Regions from separate parts of the Rattus norvegicus genome. Here region 2 is linked to region 1. The links are chromatin contacts, called in public Hi-C maps. All regions are on one chromosome and are shown on one strand. The core of a region is the stretch at or near the end of the contact, and the rest is flanking DNA. Distances in the headings are between cores, read along the strand shown. Region 1 overlaps Tbc1d24 (TBC1 domain family, member 24). Region 2 holds the start of Ccnf (cyclin F).

Evidence for each region. A called contact is a pair of places that touch in the nucleus more often than the background predicts.
Region 2: a Hi-C map of liver shows a contact between it and region 1, with 2.4 times the contacts expected there. The contact joins the promoter of Ccnf here to the enhancer-like site in region 1. A contact is called at or near these places in 3 of 12 Hi-C or Micro-C datasets (hepatocytes and liver).

What each region holds. Positions count from the first base shown.
Region 1 is chr10:13,728,100-13,732,377 of GRCr8, forward strand. All of the region lies in intron 1 of Tbc1d24 (TBC1 domain family, member 24), which reads right to left. Among named protein-coding and RNA genes, the nearest start is that of Tbc1d24, 10 kb to the right of the region's middle. Within about 2 kb of position 1,907, at least 3 of the 93 cell types and tissues checked have an H3K27ac peak or open chromatin away from gene starts, as enhancers often do. A contact at or near this core is called in liver, where this site is marked.
Region 2 is chr10:13,781,288-13,785,565 of GRCr8, forward strand. Ccnf (cyclin F) reads right to left here and starts at 2,382. Exons shown (of 17, transcript NM_001100474.1): 1 at 2,336-2,382; 2 at 158-312. The coding sequence starts at 2,351.

The sequences.
Region 1 (4,278 bases), core at 657-3,156:
TGCATGCTAAGTACATGATGTCCTCCCTGAGCTCACCCAGGCCCAAGGGGATGAGGCCGTCTAGATAACCTGACTCTTTTTTTTTTTTTTTTTTTTTTTGGTTCTTTTTTTTTTCGGAGCTGGGGACTGAACCCAGGGCCTTGCGCTTCCTAGGCAAGCGCTCTACCACTGAGCTAAATCCCCAACCCCCTTAGATAACCTGACTCTTTCTCTGTCAGTCTATCTGCTGGTGGGCTGTTGTCACACAGACTTACAGACCACACTCCTCAGACAGACATTGTGTGACGTGGTCAAGGAGAGGGGGGAGCAGGTACAAATGAGGCTAGCGAGAGGACTGGGAAATCAGGCGGGCCTGGCTTCCAAGTCCAGATTTAGCTCCTTGGGCCAAGGTGTTCCGCAGTGGCTCTGTGGAACACCTACCCTTAGAGACACTGGCGCTCAGTAACAACTCTGAGTTGAGCACTGCCTCTGGGCTCGCTGGGTGGGGTGACCTTAGGGTGACACAGCAGCCGCAGACCCTGGGCAGGCGCTGCCACTGTGAGCACTGCTCTTCAGAGGCCACTTTCCCTCAGCCTGAGGGCTGGGGTTGTGATTTGTCAGCACAGACACTGCACTGCATTGTCTTAAAGTCCCTCTCTGCACCCTCAAGTTCTCAACAGAGAAGAGCTATTTGGCACCCTAGGCTGGTCCCCTCTCCTCCAGTTCTACGTGTTTGGAAAGGGAGGCATTCATTGCCTCGGGCCCTCAGCTCTGGGTCTTAGAAGTAATTCCCAGAGAGCAGGAAAAATGTTACCCGACACCTGTTAGATGTATGGAGTGACAGCTGGTGACAGTTTCAGACAGTAGGGTCTCCATATAGTGGGTCTGTAGGGTAATGGCTACTTTACTGAGGGTCCAGGTGTGAGCGCCTCCCGAGAGATGACATCTGAACTGGGGTAATGGGACTGCCGCAGCTGGGAGAGGAGCTGAGCTGTGTTGGGGATAGTGTGAGGAGGGCAGGTACACCCTGAGGAGGGCAAGCTCCAAGGAGAAAATGTGTGGCCAGAATGTACAGCCAACGCCAGAAGCAGTACGGCTGGAGTGAGGCAGAACATGGGCACACAGATGGTGCCCGGGTTTATGCTAAGAATGGGCGGCGGGGCAGGGAAGGCCATGGTCTAACAGAGGTTTCTGCTGTGAGGTTGAACTGAAACTGTTTTTTTCTTTCTTTCTGCCTTTCTTTCTTTCTTTCAAAGATTTATTTAGCTGCCTTCAGACACACCAGAAAAGGGCATCAGATCTCACTACAGATGGTTGTGAACCACCATGTGGTTGCTGGGAATTGAACTCAGGACCTCTGGAAGAGCAGTCAGTGCTCTTAACCACTGAGCCTTCTCTCCAGCCCAGAACTGAAAGTGTTTAAAGACAGTACTCCCTCAGGAGACACCTGCACTTCTCTTCTGAGGCTGCACTCAGTCTTAGGCCTGGCACTTGATACGCAGGGGCCTCTGGAAGAGGTATCCCAGTGGTCATTCCTGAAGACAGTTGTAGTTCTCCCACAGGCAATGGGGCCAGAGCTTGAGTTCTGTGGTGTCCCCTCCCCCACCACACACATACAACTGCCTCTTTAAACAGCTTCACTTCCCCTTCCTGCCATGAGTTGCTTCTGTCCCCACTCACAATCCTCTCCTGATGTCTATAGCCTTTTCTTCACCAGCATGGAGACTATTTGAAAGGTTAAGGTAACTGAAGATGGGAAGTGTCTATTTTAAAGAAAACAAACAAACAAACATGTGGAAAGAAATACTCTTTAGTTCCCCAAAATGTTATGTTCCTGATCGGATGGCATTGCCCAGGAGATGCCTGCAACACAGGGCACTGGCCTGGGTTTGCCAAGGGTAAGACCAAAGATCAGGGAAGCCTCAGATGTCACAGAGAAAGTCAAACTCTCTCATCTACAGTAAAGTCTTTGTTCTGCCCTTTGCCCACAGAAGAGCGGGCTGAAACGGAATCATGCTCATCAGGACTGGCTTCACTGACACACCATGAGTGGCGTCCCGGCAGGCCTCTGGCAGGACGTGGAGCTGGGTGGTAGTTTGAATAAGAACAGACCATAGGCTCGTGTTTGAATACTTGGTCCTCAGCTGGTAGAACTGTTTGGGAAGGATTAGGAGGTGTGGCTTCGTTGGAGGAGGTGTGTCACTGGGCTAGGTCCCCACCATTCCTAGTTGGCTAGCTCTCTTATTAGGTTCTCTCTCTCTCTCTCTCTCTCTCTCTCTCTCTCTCTCTCTCTCTCTCCTTCATGATTGTGGATCACATGTAAGGTCTCTGCCCCAGTGCCATGCCTGCCACCATGCTCCCCACCATGATGGTCACGAATTCACCTGAAACAGACTCTTTCTCCTGTGAGTTGCGTTGGTGTTCGTGTCTTATCACAGCAGTAGAAACATAACGAAGGCAGGTGGGAAGGAGGAAAAGGGAGCGTGGGGACAAATGAGCCCCATCCTGGATAGGGACCGAGTGGTTGGCGCCTTCACACCAGAGGCCTCACCTCACCCCAGCTTCAGCCACAGAGGCTGCCTGCCAAAGATGTGGCTTCACAATCCATCCTGTTCAGTCAAGGGGCAGCCTGACGGCAAAGGACCACTCCACATCAGATGAATGGACAGAGGAGGGACTGGAGAGCCCCCTGCACAGGAGGAATGGCCAATCTGCTGAAATCTTAAGGCCTGTGGGCCTTCCACGCTGTCACTGTCCTCCTGAGATCCGGGCCTCTTCACAGTCAGCTCTGCCCTAGCTCCTTTCTCAGCAAGGTCAGGTCCCTTTCCAACACCACCAGGCTGTCCCCAAACACGGCTTTAGTCATGAGACTGCACTTCTCACCTCTTTTTCCAAACAGGTAGATTTGAAAACAAACTCCTTATCATGTGACATACAGACTGCGCCTTGAGGATTACCCTGTAACACACCTGCACACTGGGCCTCCCTTCCTAGCTAAGTGTCTTTGTCACAAGCAATGGAGGAGCCAACAACAGTAATAACTCCCTTTGCTCCAAACTTTTATTCATTCCACAAACCTTTAGTTTAGAGCCCTGATGGCCCCAGAGACCCACAACCATAAATACCTCAAATCTATAAAGATGGGGTGCTGATGGGGTGGGGTGGGTGAAGACAAAGTACTGAGGGACAGCATGGCGGGAAGAAAGGTGGGGGAGGCACCACTAAGTTGGGGAGTCTTTGGTGGGCATGGGGGAGCTGGTGTGAAGTGAGAAGCAGGAGAGGTTAAACATGCGACACTCTAGATCTAGAGTTAGAAACCACCCTGATGTCTGTGTCAGGTGATGAGGTGTCAGGGAGGAAGGAGGGTCTAGTCCAGCTGAGTGGGTGGGGGGAAGGGCTATTAGTAGGCCATGGGATTCCTCAGAGACAGCTTTGGGCAGAGCCCAGCAGGTTTCCTACAGTGCTGATGGTATGGGGAAGGCCCCCATGCCCACATAGAACCACCAAAAACAAAAGACAGCCTGTCCTAAGGGAGTACTGCACCCCTGTCTGGCGTTAGCCTATGCTCCTTCCCCCAGCCACAGGAACAAGCTGACTGTGACCCAAGGCCCTGGCTGACTGAACCTTAGTCACCATGTCATATGCTGGGCAGGGCCCAGCTTTTTCTCTCCAGTCTTAGCATCCCCCATGCTTTCCTGGAGACCAGAAGCAGACAGAACATCAGACAGGGATAAAGAAGGCTGGGCCCCCATCCTGAGCATATGGGAAATCTAAAGTCCAGCAGGCATCAAAGATAACACTGGATGACAGAAGGGGGACGTGAGGCACTGTGGGCATTTCTATGTGATAGATAAGCACACACTGCCCTCGTGCTGGTCACGCAGGCACAAGTCAAAGCATGTTCATGCTTGAACATGGGAAGAAAGGAGCACACCAGTTCTGGGGTGGTGCAATATGTGGGTCACTAGCGAACACAGCCAGACACCATCATCTGCTTGGCACTGACCATGCCTCCAGGGCCAGGGGAGGCCATGGCTATGCTGTTGGGGGATGGGGAAGACACAGCCATGACCGCTATGATAGTGATGGTTTGCTGTCTGGTGAGATGCTCGGAGAGCCAACATGCTGAGCGGCTGGCCCAGCGGTGAGTGGTGTGGGAGGGTTCAGGGGCTGAGAATAGAGATGTCAGCAGGTAGGATGCAGGAAGGGCATCTGGGGTGGCAAGTGTGCGGGGCAGGTGCTGGGAGAAGTGTGATGACAGGGAGGAGGGGAGGAACACTACAGGCAGCTGCAGGGGCC
Region 2 (4,278 bases), core at 1,132-3,631, 54 kb after region 1:
TTTCAGGGATCTGATACCTTCACATGATCATACCTGAAGGCAAAGCACCAATGCATATGAAATTTACAATATATAAACACACACATATATAAACTTGAGACCTTTACAGTACCACCAGCAACCCTAGGACCAGCATTGTTTCCATATGGTAACTTACAGCTCGGACAGCCAGGATGTCTCCAACAGAAAGCCATTTCAGGATATGAAAGAGCACGTCTTCTGGGAGACTCAAGATGGTCAAGTTCCTGGGTCTTCTTTTGATTCTTCGCTTCGTAGGATAACAGAAACACTTGGCACACCTACAGTGGATCACTAAGGGAAAACAATTCACAAGCCTTGCTGAGGTAAAGAGTTGTATCTGAAGATGATTTAATAGTTACCGCCCTCCATTCTCACACGAGACTAGTCTCAAAATTAAATAAAGGGTACCACATAGATTACTTATCATCTCCCCATTCCTTTTATAGCCAGTAAGTATTCAGGGGGAATATGAGGTAACATGTAACTGGAATGCTGGAAACGTTCTGACCTATGTGACAGCCAGAACTGGAGAAAAGCAGCCAACGTAGATGAACAACCACGATGTCTTCCTTGAACTGCACTCAAGAAAGTACTTTAGGGGTCTGGAGAGATGGCTCAGCGGTTAAGAGCACTGACTGCTCTTCCAGAGGTCCCGAGTTCAATTCCCAGCAACCACATGGTGGCTCACAACCATCTGTAATGGGATCTGGTGCTCTCTTCTAGGCTGCAGGTATACAGCCCAGAATTATGCAGGCAGAATACTGTACACATAATAAATAAATCTTGAAAGAAAAAAGAAAGTACCTTGGGGACCGAGAAATGGCACAGCAGTGAAGGCTGGCTCGCAACCAGTCAGTTAAGATCCCTCGGACTTTTGCTGTATGTGTCTGCTTAAGATGGAGTCCTCTGTGACTCAGGCTGGCCTAAAATTCACTAATGTAGCTGAGGCTGTCTTTGAATCCTGGTCCTCCCTACTTCTACCTGCCAAGTACTGAATTTTAAGTGTTAGCCACCATGGCCAGGTTACACTGCTTATATGTGGGTATGACTAAAAGTATACCATTGAGTATGGACCAAGGGACTGGGAACTCAAATCAGCAGGCAATTCTGGAGACCATGGAGTCCCAGAGCAGATCTCAGCTTGGCAGATGGTCTGAGCTGCCCAGTCCCCAAACCCAGGGGTCTGCCACACCCAGCCTACAGTGAAAATCACAACATAAGACCTAGACAGGTGGTTCTCAACCTTCCAATCGCTGCAGACCCTTTAATACAGTTATTTCCTTGTGCTTCGGTGACCTCCCCAACCATAAAATAACTTCATGGCTACTTCATAACCATAATTTTGCTAGACTTATGAATCCTAATGTAAATATCTGATATACAGGATGTCTGACATGTGACTCCTGTGAATAGGTCGTTTGATGCCCCAAAGGGGTTATGCCCCACATATTGAGAACTGAGGCACACAGCAACTGGGCCCATTTATGCTCTTTGGAGGAGCTCCCTTCCTTCTCCCACAGTGGGTTGTTCCAATATTTACTTCAGCAGTCCATTCTTCATTCAATGTCGATGGCTTTTTCCTTTATTACACAAAAGGCCCCCACACAACTCCTTTCATGGTCCCTAAGGTCCAGCCTCCCTGTCTATAACTGCACCTATCTTTCTACCGATTTTTATTTTTCCTCCTCACACTGAGGCAAAGTGGCTGGCTGTTCCCAGGGCCTTAATAAAGCTTTCCATCAAGAGGTCTCTAAGAGACTGTCCATTCCCAAACTCTTCACCTGAGTCTTATTGGAAACCAAATGTACAGCAAAAGTCAAATGCATACGCAGAGAGCTACAATTCCCAAACATTCTAAGAATATTATCATAACAGTTTTTTGATTCATTTGCTCTAGAGCAGACAACTGGACGTGTTTAACCACTCTAACAAGTGTAATCGCACCCCCTGGTCCTGAGACTTCTTCCACAGGGTTAGATCCTGTTGCCTCAGGTGATCAAGCCGCCCGCGAGAGTCCGGACAAGATCTGAGATCGATCTATATCACGGGGATCGCCCACGACTTCACAGGTAAGTGAAATCGTAGTTTGCTGGGCAGAGAACCTAAATGGCCCGAGGTTAACAGGAGAGGCATAAGGCATAGGCGCCGGGCGGGCATTTAAACCGCGCGGGCGGGCTCGCAGTCGGGGATCCGCGCCTACCCCGTGCTTTGGGGGATGCGACGCGCCCTCCCCGGTCATAGGGGCCCGAGTCCGTTCTCCTCCGGTCTCTGTTCCGTGTGACCCATCGCCTGCCCGGCTCCCGCCAGCACTCACCACCGCCGCTCCCCATCGCCGAGCTCCCACCACTGCCGCCTTAGACCGCTCTCAAGCGCGCCCGCGCCTGGGGCAAGTGCACGGAGCGCCTCACGCAGGCGCGGACCCCACCCCCGCCCCGTTTTCAAACGCGCCGGGAGCTCCTACTGGTAGGACCACAGGGTTACGCCCCCCAGATCACCAGCCTCTCCTGCCCCGCAGGTTCTGGGCAATTGTGATTGGTTACATCAGGACGCGAATTCAAACCCTGGCTGTCTATTGGCTTATCGCTCGGAATTGACCCGCCTTCTCCGCTGGGCGGGGGACGGAGGAGCTCAGCTGGCGCCGGCGGGCTATCCTAAAAAGCCCGCCTGGAGGCAGGGAGCACTGCTCTTCTCCCTCCAAGACTTGTCCTACCTTTGGGGAGTTGGTCGTGGGCCGCGTGTCCCTCCCACGCGAGCTTCCGGCCAAGGAGACGCCAACTCAAACACCGATGTGGAAATTGCTGAAGCTGGGCTCCGATGTGGAACAGTCACAGTCTGCTGAGCGACCTATTCACTCGTGTACTTGTCCGGTCTTCTCATGAGATCATCTGCGGAGAGAAGACAAGCAGTCTCTTGAGGGTGGAGAGCAAGGAATAAACTCAGGCTTCTCCCCACAGCTTAGATCAGCCTTCATACCTTCCCGAAGCCTGTATGCTCACTGTATCCGACCTGTGCTGGAAGCTGGGCATCAAGACCTCTTGTTGGTCTGAGACAGCTAACAGGGAATGGCTGTTCACGCCACAGAATATTAGAGAACTCTAGGGCAAGCCTTAGGGTTTGCACCCCATTGATGCTAATCCCCACGCGGGACCCTCACACTGTCTCTTTTTCCCGGAGACAGTATTGTTTCCCAACTGGTTACTTTATCTTCCTCCTTTGAACTTTGTTACTTTGTTACCTATCCCTGGGCAGAAGCGCTGTTTTCAGAATCTGCTTTTGGTAGACCCTGGAAGGGATAAAAAACTAAATCCAACAATGAGCAAACCCGCTGTCAAGCACATTTCAGAATCCATAACATCTCTGGTCCCCAGGTTAATCGGGAGTTACAAAGTCATCAGTTGTCTTTTTTTTTTTTTTTTTTAAGCTCTATCTTGCTATCTTGTTTTGTATTCTACTCAGTTTCTCTTATTTACTTGGAGGCAGGTTTTGTTGGTTTTGATAAAGGGTCTCCAGATGTCCTAGTTAGCTTCAGCCAACAACCTGAGACTGCTTAGAATCATCTGAGGAGACTCAGTTGTGTGATTGCCCAGGTCAGACAACTCTGGCCACGTCTGTGAGGGACTGTGTGATTGATGACTGAGAGGCTTCAGCCTCTCACTGTGTCAATGGTGGTGTGCCTAGGCTATATAAGAAAGCTAGCTAGCACGAGCTAGGGACACTGATCCATGACTCTGCCTTGAGTTCCTGTTCTGACTTCCTTCAGTGATGGGTTGTGACAAATTACTTTCAGTCAGGCTAGAAAGCCCCACATAGCCCAGGCTGACCTATAACTGGAGGTCTGTCCTGCTTCAGCCTCCTGACTGTTTGTTGGATTATAGTTGGGTTCCACGTCACTTGGCCAAAATATTTTTATGTTTTAGGAACCAGGAGTTCCCATGGCTGTAGATCTGATTATGCCGTAGCCTGGCCCCCTGGTCCTACTGCTGTTTGAACCCCTCTGGCTAAGAGCTATGCCTCCAGAGTGTGAGGTATACCCATTCCCCATTGGACTTCAAGGGATGAGAGGCCTCAGGAAAGTCAGCTCTTGGGAGTTGAGGATTGATGGGACCCATGTATTTCGGGGTGTTCCCTCTGGGCTCTGGGTCAGGCACAGATCACACACTAACATCAATTTCCAAGCACAAATCAAATTTGAGGAGATCCGTTATTAAGCAAGGCAAAGAGACAAGACGGCTGAATCTGACTTGGGCAGACACTGCA